3 separate regions of the Mus musculus genome follow, and regions 1 and 2 are each linked to region 3. The links are chromatin contacts, called in public Hi-C and HiChIP or PLAC-seq maps. All regions are on one chromosome and are shown on one strand. The core of a region is the stretch at or near the end of the contact, and the rest is flanking DNA. Distances in the headings are between cores, read along the strand shown. Region 1 has its middle 170 kb from the start of Gm31330. Region 2 has its middle 220 kb from the start of Gm31330. Region 3 has its middle 60 kb from the start of Marcks.

What was found. Hi-C and Micro-C count contacts between places; a contact is called where the count stands out from the background. HiChIP or PLAC-seq counts read pairs in DNA pulled down with a chosen protein or histone mark.
Region 1: an H3K27ac HiChIP or PLAC-seq map of vascular smooth muscle cells shows a contact between it and region 3, with 6 times the contacts expected there. The contact joins two enhancer-like sites. A contact is called at or near these places in 1 of 39 promoter capture datasets (the 3T3-L1 cell line), 1 of 15 datasets of contacts at CTCF or cohesin (the NIH/3T3 cell line), 6 of 484 Hi-C or Micro-C datasets (the 3T3-L1 cell line, the C2C12 cell line, adipose-derived mesenchymal stem cells and 3 more), 1 of 115 datasets of contacts at active chromatin or transcription factors (vascular smooth muscle cells) and 1 of 9 other capture datasets (embryonic stem cells).
Region 2: a contact with region 3 is called in a Hi-C map of bone marrow-derived macrophages, with 23 read pairs. The contact joins two enhancer-like sites. A contact is called at or near these places in 3 of 484 Hi-C or Micro-C datasets (bone marrow-derived macrophages, cumulus cells and uterus) and 1 of 9 other capture datasets (embryonic stem cells).

The regions. Positions count from the first base shown.
Region 1 is chr10:37,600,252-37,604,813 of GRCm38.p6, reverse strand. No RefSeq gene overlaps it. Among named protein-coding and RNA genes, the nearest start is that of Gm31330, 170 kb to the right of the region's middle. Within about 2 kb of position 1,698, at least 41 of the 459 cell types and tissues checked have an H3K27ac peak or open chromatin away from gene starts, as enhancers often do.
Region 2 is chr10:37,649,796-37,654,156 of GRCm38.p6, reverse strand. No RefSeq gene overlaps it. Among named protein-coding and RNA genes, the nearest start is that of Gm31330, 220 kb to the right of the region's middle. Within about 2 kb of position 2,491, at least 1 of the 459 cell types and tissues checked has an H3K27ac peak or open chromatin away from gene starts, as enhancers often do.
Region 3 is chr10:37,076,596-37,080,920 of GRCm38.p6, reverse strand. No RefSeq gene overlaps it. Among named protein-coding and RNA genes, the nearest start is that of Marcks, 60 kb to the left of the region's middle. Within about 2 kb of position 2,285, at least 100 of the 459 cell types and tissues checked have an H3K27ac peak or open chromatin away from gene starts, as enhancers often do.

The DNA of each region.
Region 1 (4,562 bases), core at 449-2,948, 520 kb before region 3:
TAATACTAGTTGCTTTGAACTTTGAGTGTCAAAGAAAGATGACCCATGCTGTGTAGGTGTTCAAAGCACAAATTAGAAATATAACATTTCATACATAAATTCTTTATTGAAAGGATTGCTCATTAAGTATTCACAAAAGCAAGTATTGAACCATTACAAACTGAGTTTATTGGCTGGAAATGACTATAAATTCTTGTGCTTTTCATAACATACATTTTTATTGTACCTTAATATATATTAATTAGAGCTATTAAAACATGAGAAGTTAATAATTTATGGATGAAGTAATAAGGTAGAATTTAGAAAATTCTCACATGATAAGCAGAACATACATGCCTATATGTACATATATAGACATATATATGTGTGTGTGTATGCATACACATACACACATACTATTTAAGCATATGCCAAGGTGTGAACAGTATTTGCTTTCAAATAATAGGTCCAATGATCCTCATCAGATAGATAAATTAGTATAAATTTCAACAAAAAAAATATGTGCACAAGAAATTACAGGTTTGTTAATTATTATTTTTATTTGCATCTCAAATGTTTCCCCTTCTTGGATTCCCCTTCCAGAGTTCTTCACCCCATCTCCCACCCCCTTTGCCTCTGAAAGGGTGCCCTCCATCCTCCCTCTCTGGGTCATTGAGTTTCTACAGAATTGGGCACATCCCCTCACACTGGTGTCAAATAAGGCAGTCAGTCCTCTCCTACATATGTGCAGAGAAATTGTGGATTTTATTGATAGAAAGTTTGTTGGTTTTTGGAAAAGCTTAGTCCTACTTTCAACATCCCCACTGTGCCCTAACTCTGGATGGCTCCTTCTAAAAGATGCTTCCTTTCAGCATCACAGGAGGTCAAAATCAGAAAGAAACAGAGAGAGCAGCCATGATGGCTGTCATGTTCACCATTAACCTGTTACACAAGCACACTCTGTTTTGTTGGACAAGTGTTTGCTGTGGCTGACTGAGTGAGCTTGGATCTTAGGCTGTGCTTCCTCTGGAAATGGTTCTGGTGATCCAAGCAAAATGCATCCCAAGGGAAACCACCCTCCTCTCAGCTTTATTCTGTGGAAGATGAGGGCTCTGCTGCTGCCAAACCCTGGGGGAGTTTGGGGGAGAGACAGGGTTAGTGCTAAAGGACAAGCATAGATGGCTGTTCTCTTTCCCTCTACCAGAACACCCTACCCTTCATTTATTTCTCAAAATCTGGCCGTCAGCTCCTGGAGCTCAAGCATCTGCTCTCATTTAAAAATGAGTTACAGAGTATTAGGTTCAGCTTTAAACAAGAAAGAAAGAAAGAAAGAAAGAAAGAAAGAAAGAAAAAAAAAACCTTAAATTTTGGGAAAAGCTTTTGTTTAATCACATCAAGTCTGTGTCACAAGCTGAAGAATGCCAGGAAATTCCAAGCTAAAGGCAAATACTTCATTCACAACTCATTCCACAAAGCCTGAAAACAGTGGGTTAGACACCAGAAAAACTCTGATTGTTTTTTGTCATGTCAATTCATGTCATAACCTTGGCATTGTTCTCTCTTTTAATTTAATAATATGAGATTAAACTGATCCTGTTCTCCTATTTCTCATTAGTGCTGAACAAGCACTTTTGGCACACACAATTCAAATCACTGGTATGTTGCTCGGTGCCTCAGTATGTTTGGCTATGAGGTAAAGTGTCTTGACCTGTCATCTATCTCTGAGGCTTGAGAAAGAAATGATTTCAACATTCTTGCTCTTAGCCCATATATATAAATCTATTCTCAATGACATGTCTGCAGCTCTGAGGTTAACACAAAACCATGAGGCACAAAAAGGGACTGGAGGAGAGGGGAAAAAAGTCTCAAAGGCCCAGAAGAGACGGGTGCTAAATCTTCTGCTTTGTGGTCAGCCATGGGTGCTGTGTTTTATAAGTGAAATGAGGAATGTCTGTGGCTCCCTTTTGGATGTGGAAAGTGTTCATTTCTCAACTGGAAAGCTCTGAATTTCTGTACACTTTCAGAGTTGTACATAATAAAAAAAAAACAAAAAAACAAAAAAACAAAACATGGTGCCTGACCCAGACAGCACAGTCCACCTCACTGAGAACTTGAAATAAAAAAAAAAATAGAAAAATAAAAAATCTTCATGACTTTGATGAGCTGAGAACAAAGGGGGAGATAGGAAACTTACAGGGAACTAGCCTTTCCACATGACGACTATCAGTAGTTACCAAAGGACTGATCTGTCAAAGAATTACAACCTTAGTGGGATAGAGTATCTTCTGGAACTGACCCTATTTCAAGATTAGCTTTTCTTCCATCAGTAAGGTCTTACTGAGGACCAATGTACTATACCTACTACAAAGGTAAAGATAGAAGTAATTTTGATGTGCTATTCAACTAATTTTAATATGGCTTTACTGGATATAATACAAAAGAGCTTAGACATCTGTGTGTAGAAACTGGCCAAGGGAACTCAGCATCCATTCCTGATGTGGATAAATCCATGTCTGAGCTATACAGAGTTGATTTCGAATGTCACCTTACTTATTCTTTCAATGGTATATCCTAAGCACCTGATACACAGATACATCCAGAATCTGTCTCTATGGTAGACACAGGTGATGAAGCAGAAGTGATGAGAGAGAGAGAGAGATCTCGTGAAGTTCATAGGAATACTGTGGGATACATGTTAGCCACCACAGAGGTATATAACACACATTGGGGGACTCACACATAGTTGTGATGATATTATTTAAACACATTCCCTAAAATTTCATGTCTAGAGCATGACTCCTGGTTTGGTGACATAGAGTTCATATGGACCATTATCCTGGTGGGAGATTCTGAGGTTAGTGAGACTATGTCCTAAGAGGAGATTGTATATTGAGATGTCATTTGTCTCTCCTGCATGTGACTCTCACCATCCTCTCCCCATGAGGATCTTCTAAGAGCCAGTGCTGTTCCTGAGCTTGCTGTCTCTAAAACAACAAGCGAGGCAACCGTGATGGCTAATACTGATTGTCAACTCAGAATGACTGAGAATTCCCAAAGAAGTCACTTATTAGCATCCCTCTGAGGGGTTATCTAGATTAGACTGAGAATTGGCATCCATCCCACTCTGCTTCCTGATTCCAGGTGAAATGTGACATTGCATCCTGCTGACATAGCTTTGATAGGAAAGACTTATACTCCTTTCCCTCAGAAAATAAGAAAACCAATTAATAGAGTAGGTAAATCTATTTTCTTTATAAAGGTACCTTGTCTCAAATATTTTGTTACAGTAATAAGAAATGGATTAATACAAAAGTGATGAAGAGGGTATAGAAAGGGCCATACTGGGACATCAAACATGGTATGTGTTGGAAAGAAGGGGAAGGGTCATCAGACTTGTTAGATAACTGGTTCTAAATCTTCCCAAGGCTATGCCCCTTTAATACAGTTCTTCATGCTTTAGTGACCACCAACCATAAAATTATTTTCATAGCTACTTTCACAACTATAATTGTGCTACTCATATGAATCCTAATGTAAATACCCATGTTTTCCAATGGTCTGTAGAACACCCCTAAGAAAGAACTGTCCAATCTCTAAAGGGATCCTGATCCACAGGCAGAGAACCTCTGAGTTAGTTGATCATAGAGTAAAGTAATGGTTATAGGCATGCCCAAAAGGGAAAACAAGAGTACAACATATAGAGTTGAAAGTATCTTGATCAGGTATCAACCCTCTAATAGTAACTGCCATGGATTTGGATTAGAAAACGAGCATCTCACATCTTTCCCTGGATAAGAGATTATCCTGAGAAAAATGTACAGAAACCCTCCCAATCCTGTCTTCTGATGAACACTGTGAACAGAATGGAACAAAATGCATCACACATTTACAGTGCCATGATAGGAACCACAAAGGGGACAATGTGATGGCAACCTGGGAGATGATAAATAGTGGAGTCCTTGGGGGGTCACCATCTTTCTTTGTTTAAATTCAGCACAGTATTCGATGGATGAGGCAGTGTTCAAAAGTTCATATGACTAAATACACAAATGAACTTGTTTGTTTTGGGTCATTCAGTGTCTGGGAGGGAGTTATTTATTTGAGTGTTAATAAATTAGGTTTTTCTATTTGGCAACTGAGAAATTTTTCTTAAGGAAATAAAAGAGATATCTTCTCAGTTTGGACTGGCTCGTGCATTTTTTTACCCAAAAGCTGGCTCAAATCTCAAATCTTCAATAGTAAAAGAAAGCTCCAGTTCTTTACAAATGTGTCTTTCCCTCTGATGATTTATAGTACATGCTAGAACAAATCCCAAGATGCTGGGAAGTGAAGCATGAAAAGAACAAGAATTTACCTGCAAAATCTCTCCGAGTGAAGACAAAATGTGAGATTTTCCTTTAGCATGAAATACCTTTTAATGACATAACAACTTACTTCTTTCAAAATGTCACTTTTGTATAGATTTTTCTCTCAGTAAAACATGTTGTTTTTCTTTTGCATTCTCTGCTGAACTACCTTTCCATTTCAAAATTCTGAAAACAAAGAAAGATTTGTCAGATTATATCAAAATAAAAGAAAAAGTT
Region 2 (4,361 bases), core at 1,242-3,741, 570 kb before region 3:
GTTGATAAATAGGAAAAGTACCTGTCATCCTTCAAGCCCTTCTAGCATTTCTTCAGTAAAGATCTTGGTTCTGCATTGCAAAGTGTCAGATAGGTATTCTTTAGTATAACCAACACTTTGCCTTTATTTTTATTTTTAATTAAAAATAAAACATTTAATTTTTAAATTAAAAAATTTAAGTAGAATCTCCCTAAATACCTCAGTTGACTTCAGATTCACAATCGTTCTGCCTCATTCTTCCACATGTAGGGATTACAATGATTTTCCCACCACAAACTTTGACTCAGTAACACTCTTACTTAGAAAATAGGGATGTCAGAGGTGTGACTGTTGCTTGCTTGATGTGCAAGGCCATTATACTTTTTTTCTTTATGTAAGGTGGCTATGCAGGCTCACTACTCAGTTGGTTCTCTTCTCTCTACTCCCTTCTAGGCTTCAATGTTTTTCTATTCAATATTATAGATCCTCAGCTTGCAAGCATATGGCTGTATTGGCAATTCATTCAAATGAAGCTACCCTTGGTAAAGCAGAGAAGTGGCATGTTAAGATACGTTTTCCCTTGATGGCAACCCTACTTCAAGCTGTCACCATTCTGAGTCCCTAAAGCATTGATTCATTCCATAGTGAATCAGACTGAGCTTTGCCATTTACTACTAGTTGCTTGACTTTAAGAAAAAGAGAAAAAGAATGATCAACATTAAGTCTTGGGACCATTTTTCCTGTGGAATGGAATAATGATAGGTATACTATATTAATTTAAGATCTGTAGACAATGTAATTCTTATAGTAGTCACTTTTCTATAAGTAGATATAGAAGTATAGGTGTACAGTAAGTATTAAGTAATCATGTGCAGAGTAGTTATGAGTTCGTGTGAATAGAAATCAGTGAAGAATGGGGAATGTACTACATGAACACAAAATGTGTTCACACTGGACTGGTAATTGTTGACAGCATGCTCACCTAGAGAAGGATTCAAATGTGAAGGTACTGACTATGGAGCAGTGACACTAGGTAATGTAGATAAAAAAAACAATCAAAGCATTATATGTTTTAACTTTAATACTTATTACATGTTATATTGATGAAATTTAAGTTTTAGTATCTATAAGTAATAACTGTCATTTAAAATGAAATTGTAGCAGAATTTTCCATTAATTAACTGATTAGATAATAAAGATGACAAGAAGCCAATCTTTGGGCAAAAGGGGGAGGTGGGCCTTCCAGGTCTGAGAGAGGAAGAGATGACACACAGAAGGGAGGCACGGCCTTTTTTTTTTTTTTTTTTTTTTTTTGGTACAGAGAGGAGGGAGAGAAAGGACCAGGATATAGACCGGGGACTAGATCTGTTGGCGGATTCCACCACTACAAGATTTCCAACATAGAATAGTGGACGAGTTTAGGACGATAGATTCCACTCACAGAGGTTGTGTTATCTGTTGATTCTAAACTAAGATTGCATGGTGTTTTCCATTTGTGGCAACTCAGGTGGGCCAGAGAGGTAACTGCAGTGGAGTGAGGTAACTGCAGTGGAGCGCAGACTAGTGAGAGCACACCTACAGCTGACCAAGGGATCAAGAGAGAGATCTCAGAGTTCTGGAGAGGCAGAGCTGGCATTTGTGGGAGAGACGTTGGCTAGAAGAAACACACGGTCTCCGTCTTGGGCTACATACAGGACTGGGAACAGTTTAAGACCACCAGTGCCTAGCCGGCCATAACATTCATTGATTTTTTTTTAATAGTTGCACACTACACGTTATCTAGAAGCTCTCATGTCCTGTTTCCTCCTGTCTCAGCTACATACTGTGTTTACCACTGAAGAGGTTTCATTTAGCTATAGCAAAATGCACATAGGCTATTCCATGGTGTGACTCATAGTGTAGTGGAAATATTATCACACCCTCACAATAGGAAAGATGAGCTGAGCCCCAACTTCTAGCCTGTGTTATGACATTGGGACCTTTTGCAAATGATTTAAGTTTTCCAGGCCTTGTTTCCTTCATCTTTAAAGAGTTTGGGGCATAAAATAAAAACAAAGTCATAAAATATTTAGATTAAAATAGTTTACAAATAACCTTTTACAATAATGAATGCCTCCTACAAATTCAATAATTTTACATGATGACTTGGTTCTGCTTCTGACTCTTGATTGCAATCCCTTTTGGTCCTCATGCTGCTAAGGAAAAACAAAACTCACCAAGGGAATAATTTTTTTCAGCCTAATGAAGAAAAGTCCTTGAACCAAGCAAGGTCACCAAGGTTGAACTATTGTGTGTGTTCATCTTTCTTTGCTATGGTGCCACCCAAAGTTACTAGCATGAACTAGATGTGAAGCCAGTCAGGGCCAGGTCTTACTTTCATGCAGCAGCCCTCAAGAGTACATCCCGATAAGAAACAATGTCCCCTGAGTCATCTTAAAGGAAGAAGTCTTGAGTTTAGGTCAAACGAGATGTTATGTCTGCTTTACAGATGTGTAAGAATAAAGAACCTTGAAATGCTAACATTCAAAGAAAATCTAGAGGCTGACACAATGACTCAAGGTAAAGGCTGTTGCTCATAAGCCTGGTGATCCAAGCTCAATCCCTAGGATTCATGTGGTAGAAGTAGAGAACAGTCTCCACCATGCCATGCTGCCTATGTATGGACACAGACACATAGACAGACACAGACAGTATATACAAATATACAAAACACACACACTCATATATAGACATTATACACTTAGACTTGCACACATACACACAGATATGCACACACATATGTAGACACCCATAGATACACATAAATACACATACACACACGTGAACAAATAATACACACATACCAACATAAACATACATACATAATACACACATACATACACAACTAAAGCACACATATAAAATACATGCACATACACACAAGTAATATAATAATTTAGTTTTCAGAAATAAAAAATACAAGACAAAGTTTGAAAAAATCTTTGACAAATTCAATTCCAACTTTTACTAATTTCAAGTGTAAGATTAATATATGCATACTATATATTAATTAATTAAATATTAATTATTAACACAGAGAGTCATAAGAAAAATAATGCAAGTGAATGCACTGTGTAAAATAACCATTAATTGATATTAGGTACCTTATTTTTCATTTTGAAAAGCTGACTTTAAATTTAGCATTTAAAATAAAAATGTAATCATGAGGGTCATGCATTGACAGCTATTGCACCAGCTGCTCAAATATTAAGACTTTCTATTTAAAAAGACCTCCTATGAGTCAGTTTTACCCTTAGCCACAAAAATGCAGTTAGAGAATAAAAATGTCCTTTACAACTGACAACTTTACCTCATGTTTTCTGTACCCAACTAAATGTCATCATCAACAAGTCCCCATCACCAAACTACCTCAAAGTACATTGCAGCCCACTTCGTTCACTTTGTCCTTGGGGTATAACATTTCTCACCTCACAAATCCAGTATCTAAAAACAGCATTAACTTAAACTGAATTATCCAAATGGGATTACGGTTTCCACTCTGAGCTAAGGCATCATGGTTTCCACATTGTATCTGTCAGGGGGAACTGCACTATGATGCCTCAGTGTGTAGTACTGGCTGTAGTCAGCACAGTAAATGGAAAAATGGAATTCCACTTGAGACTGGGGATATAACCCAACAGTGGAAAGCTTGCCTGTTATGAATGACCCTTGGATATGATCATCTGGACCACAAAGGTGAAAGAAAAGTGTGCTATGAAGAAGAGAAAGAAGGGAGGGAGACAAGGAGAAAAAAAGAAATGGAGGATAGAAAGAGAGAAAAGAAGAGGAAAGGAGAAGAGGGGAGAAAAGTGAAGGGCAGGAGGAGGGGAAATAGTCTTATGTTAAGGTATAAGTATAAAATAAACAACAGACTTGATGCAGAGATTATGTGGGGATGGAGAATGTCACCAAACCTGTCTTTTGGTACATTTTGCTGCCATTAACACAACAACATAGTCTGCATAAGATTAAAAAACAAAAAAGTTTAATCCGTGCTCACAGATCTGGTTGCCTAAGATTAGCAGCCATATTTTGTGATGACTTCTGCACCACACCATTAGCCTGGAAGATAATACAAGGGCATTACATGATGAGAAATAGGGAATACACATATGAAAGTGTAGGATGTGTGTGTGTTTGCGTGCATGCATCTATGTCTGTATCAGAAGGAGAAGTGTGTATGTACATGTGTAGATGTATGTGCCTGTTGGTCTCCCAGTCTCTTGTTACAAAGTGACTAGGATTTAATTAAAGGAATACCACCCTGGTTGCCTCTTCTGTCAGTCTCTTCCCACGTGCCCTAGCTGTAAACACTATCTTTAGATTTAGTTTCCACTCTTTTA
Region 3 (4,325 bases), core at 1,036-3,535:
AGAAGGGAGGTGACAATGTAGGAGTGAATGGGATAGCAGGCACTACCTGTGTGCTGCAGTCACCTTGTTCTGTCTGGACCTCAGCCCCACCTCCACCTTCTCAGAATCCCTGCCCAGAGGATGCCTACCTCATTAGTTGTTTGATCCCAAGATAAACAGCCTGTCTTAGTCAGGGTTTCTATTCTTACACAAACATCATGACCAAGAAGCAACTTGGGGAGGAAAGAGTTTATTCAGCTTGCACTTCCACATTGCTGTTCATAACTTAAGGAAGTCAGGACTGGAACTCAAGCAGGTCAGAAAGCAGGAGCTGATGCAGAAGCCATGGAGGGATGTTTCTTAGTGGCTTGCTCAAGATCAAAAGTAACACTTTCATTAATACAATTTTTGGAAAGAGTTGAAGCTTTGTACCCTTTTTATTATTATTATTTGTGGGTGTCTTTTTTTCTTTTTTGTTCTAAGAGTATAACCCACGTATAGGCCCTTTAGTCAATTCTCATTTTCCTTATTTACTTATTTCATTAGATATTCTTGTTTTATTATTTATGCTGTTTTTTGTTTTTGAGTAAGAGTCTCAAGTGGTCCAGGCTAGACCTTGAACTTCTGATCTTCCTGTTTTCATCTCCCAAATTCTGGGATTACAGTTATCTACCCACCACACACATCAATCCTCATATTCTAAGGTCACTTGAAAAACTTTTTTTACTGAGTGGATTTGCCATTAACCTAATACAAAATTAGATTAGTTCTTGTTTCATTTTGAATTTTTATACTCATGTCCTAAAATATTAGCAATATAGTCTATTTGTCTTCCACAGGGGCATATAAAGAAGTCATTCTTCATTTCTCTTTACAGCTGTATAATATTTCCTTGTATAGAGATATCCCAGTTAAGATTTGTCTGCTGAAAAGCATGTGAGTTCTTTCAATAGTCTTATGGAAACATCTTCTGAGATCTGCCAGCACACCTGTACAGTAATTTACATGATGGAGCACTAAATGCAAAACAGTCAATAAAATATCTTTAAGCTGCATAAGTGTGAGTAGCAGTCATGCGGAGCAATGGTCCTCGTTTCCAAGCTCAGGGAACAGAAGGAGCCTTTGGTTCCTGGCAAAAGTCAGCAATTGTCTCTTCCAGAAAACTCATTGAGTCCTCATAGCAAAGAACTTTTTGGAAGTATACCAAACATGTCCCAAAGGAAATAAATTCTTGTTAGTAGCACTCTGGATAGGCGTGGACCACTGCCACACACCAAGTGGAATCCATGTTATGTATGCATAAAAAAAAATTAGGCAAAGTCTAAACTGATCTTAAAACTCCCCTGGAAAGCGTCGTATTGGAGACTGCCACACAGTGAATGCATGCAGCTGTATTTCCTCTGACGTGAAAACCTAGCAATGTGAGTTCAGTACTGGGTGAAAAACTCCTGGATGCTCAGTACAGGTCATTTGCCACCAAGTGCAGCAAAGAAGACAATTAGTATCAACCATTCTCTTGGAGGTTGAGCCTGGTTGCTATAAGGGCATGTGATGTGTCTCCAATGAAGGCAAATGTAGGCAAAAAATATGGCACTTTACAAGAATGTTGCTCTAAATGGAGATAAAGCAATATGTAGTCCATTTTAAAAGATTTTTAAAATGTGTGTGCGTGAGTATTTGTCTGTGTTTAGGTGAGTACAGGCGTCCAGAGTCAAGAAAAAGCTGAAAGTCAGGACTTTCAGAGTTGGCATTAACAGGTGACTGTGGATCAGGGAGGAGCTCAGAGCAATGCCATGCTTTTAACCACTGAGCCATCTCTCCAGCACCCTGCATTTCCTATTTTTAAATTCAGTTTTTAATTCCTTATGCACATTATCATAAGGCTCCACTGCCACTTCTTTTATTTCCACAAGCAAGGCACATTCTTGACCAACAGCTGTGCAGCAAAGGGTTCCTCCACAAATAATCCAGTAAATTCCCATGAAGCTCCATTTAAAAAAGAGATGTCTGCCCAGGGGAGAATCTAGCTGTGTCTGGTGACTCCCCTATGACATCTAAGAGTAATCTTTGCCAAGCGATTGTTACAAAAAAAGAAACCCCGAAGTTATACTATCAAGCAGAAAACAAAACAAAGAATGTCATGGAAAATGTCAGTACAGGTCATCACTGGTCTGGGCCTTCGGTGTGGAACGTGCATGCTGAAAGCCAGCATGGAAAATCTTTGCCCTGCATCTATGCAGAGCAGGAAGCAGCTCCCAGCAGGCCTTGCTCTTCAGACTGGCCTGTGTTGAACTTGGCAGGCTGCCTACTGCTTCAGCTCCTGGACCTCAGGCTCATTGTTCCAGGGCCACGGGCAGCATTTAAGACATAATAGGCCTATGTGACTACTTAGGGTTCCCAGCACAGAAAAGGACTTAGTCCTTATCTAGTAACAGCAAGCTGAATGCACGTTAAAAGTCTTTAGAAGAAGCAGATTTTTTTTCCCCGTTTCTATTCTTATTTGTATTTTTGGCTGATGAATTCCACTTGCATTGGGGCTCTGGAAACAGAAACAGGATGAGTTAAGTCAAAAGAAAAAACAAGCATGGCCTTTTGTGGAACCCTGGGAGGTATTTAGAGCCTTGTGTCTTAAGAGACTGGATGCCTTTTTGCTTTCCTGACCCAAGCTATTTTTTTCTTTTCTAATTGCCAGCCTTGGTAGCTATCAGTACTCAATACCAACCGACAGGTCGTGTGGATATTTTTCTACACTCTAAAGCCATTTCAAACACAAGAAAGTGTGGCTTACTCATCGTTTAGTCAAAAGGGAGAAAAGACCCTTTCCACTCTCCAGACTGCCATAGGCATTGTGTAAAAGTCACATGGTTGGATGCTGATAAACCCTCAAGACAGTGTCAGACATGGTGGCACAGGGTTTGAGGCCAGCCTGGGTGGTATACAGCCGCAGACCTCTACCTGCCCTGGTGCACACTGAAGGATCCTGTTGGTGCCACAGGGGTTTCCTGGGCTGTAGACCTTAGCAGGCTCTTTGCACCCCCACTCTACCTTCTACCCCAGAGCACAGCTGGTAGTTCCCCCAGGCCAGAGGTACAGCTCAGCCTCCATGCCTTTGGTGTGGCTCTGACTCTCCCTGTAGCAAAACCCAGCGTCCTGGAGAGTCAGGCTCCAGAAGGTGTTTGTTGAATTGAAGGAGGGGTCCTAGTTACCTACCTCCACCAAACCCCACCCTCGGATGCAGCCAGCTGGCCCTCAGTGCTGGTTTCCATTCCTCTCCTCTCTTGCTTTTGTTTATTCCAGACGCCAGGACCCCACTGTGGAGTCTGAAAGCAAGGTCTGGTCACTCAAATGACTTGTCCTAGTGTTGTCTTCTTGACCTTCTTGAACTGATGTCAAGGGAGGAACTTTGTTCCTTTAGGACATTGTGCTTTAGAAACATATTTAGCAAGGCTGGAGGACAGACGGAATGGGTGCAGCTTAGGTGTCATCTTTGGGGGTGACCTTTGCTCCAGACATGATCATCAGCCTATTTTAAGTTTTTACACTAAAGTCACTCTAAAGGCAATAGGCAATAGGTTTCAAAGGCATGAACTACTCCGAGCTTGTTCTGAAATGAATGAGAAGGCAGATCTGATGTTACTGGCACGGATATTCTTTATTCCATTTGCGTACAACGCTATGCTTGAGATCCTCTTACCTCAGCACAGAGAGCCTGGATCTCTTGTTTTTTTGTTTGTTTGTTTTTCCTTCAGTTTTAAGTCCAAAGGGACTTTAGGGGTAAAGGCCTCTCTAGTGTTGGCAGGTAACACCTAGTGGTAGATAGCCTCATTAGCATTAGCTAATGCCTCAAGGCATTAGCACATTTGCTGGCCTGGAGGATGACTCCATCCCTCATAATCAGCTTTGCCCCTTGTTAATTAATGTGCCTTACCAAAAGGAGGAAGGCAAGGCAAGGAGACCCTGTGGAGGTCTGTGAAGGGGAAACAACTCCTTCCTAGCCCAGAAAGTAGGATCTAGGGTTACCACTCACCCTAACTGGAGATCTAACAAGGAAAAACTATTGTCCCTTTCTGTAGGAACTAGTCCACTCTGCCTGCCAGAGGGCCACTCCTCAGAAAAGCTGATTTACCCGAATTCCTGCTAAAACCAGAGTGTGTGTGTGCGTGTGTGTGTGTGTGTGTGTGTATGTGTGTGTGTGTGTGTGTGTGTGTGTGTGTGTGTGTGTGTGTGTGTGTGTGCCGGTGGAGTGAATTATCCCCGTAATGAGATAATGTATTTTACCTTCAGAAGCCCCTCCCTGATTCAGTTGCTTGCAAATCCTGAGTGCTAAGCCTGCCTGCTTGCCAGGG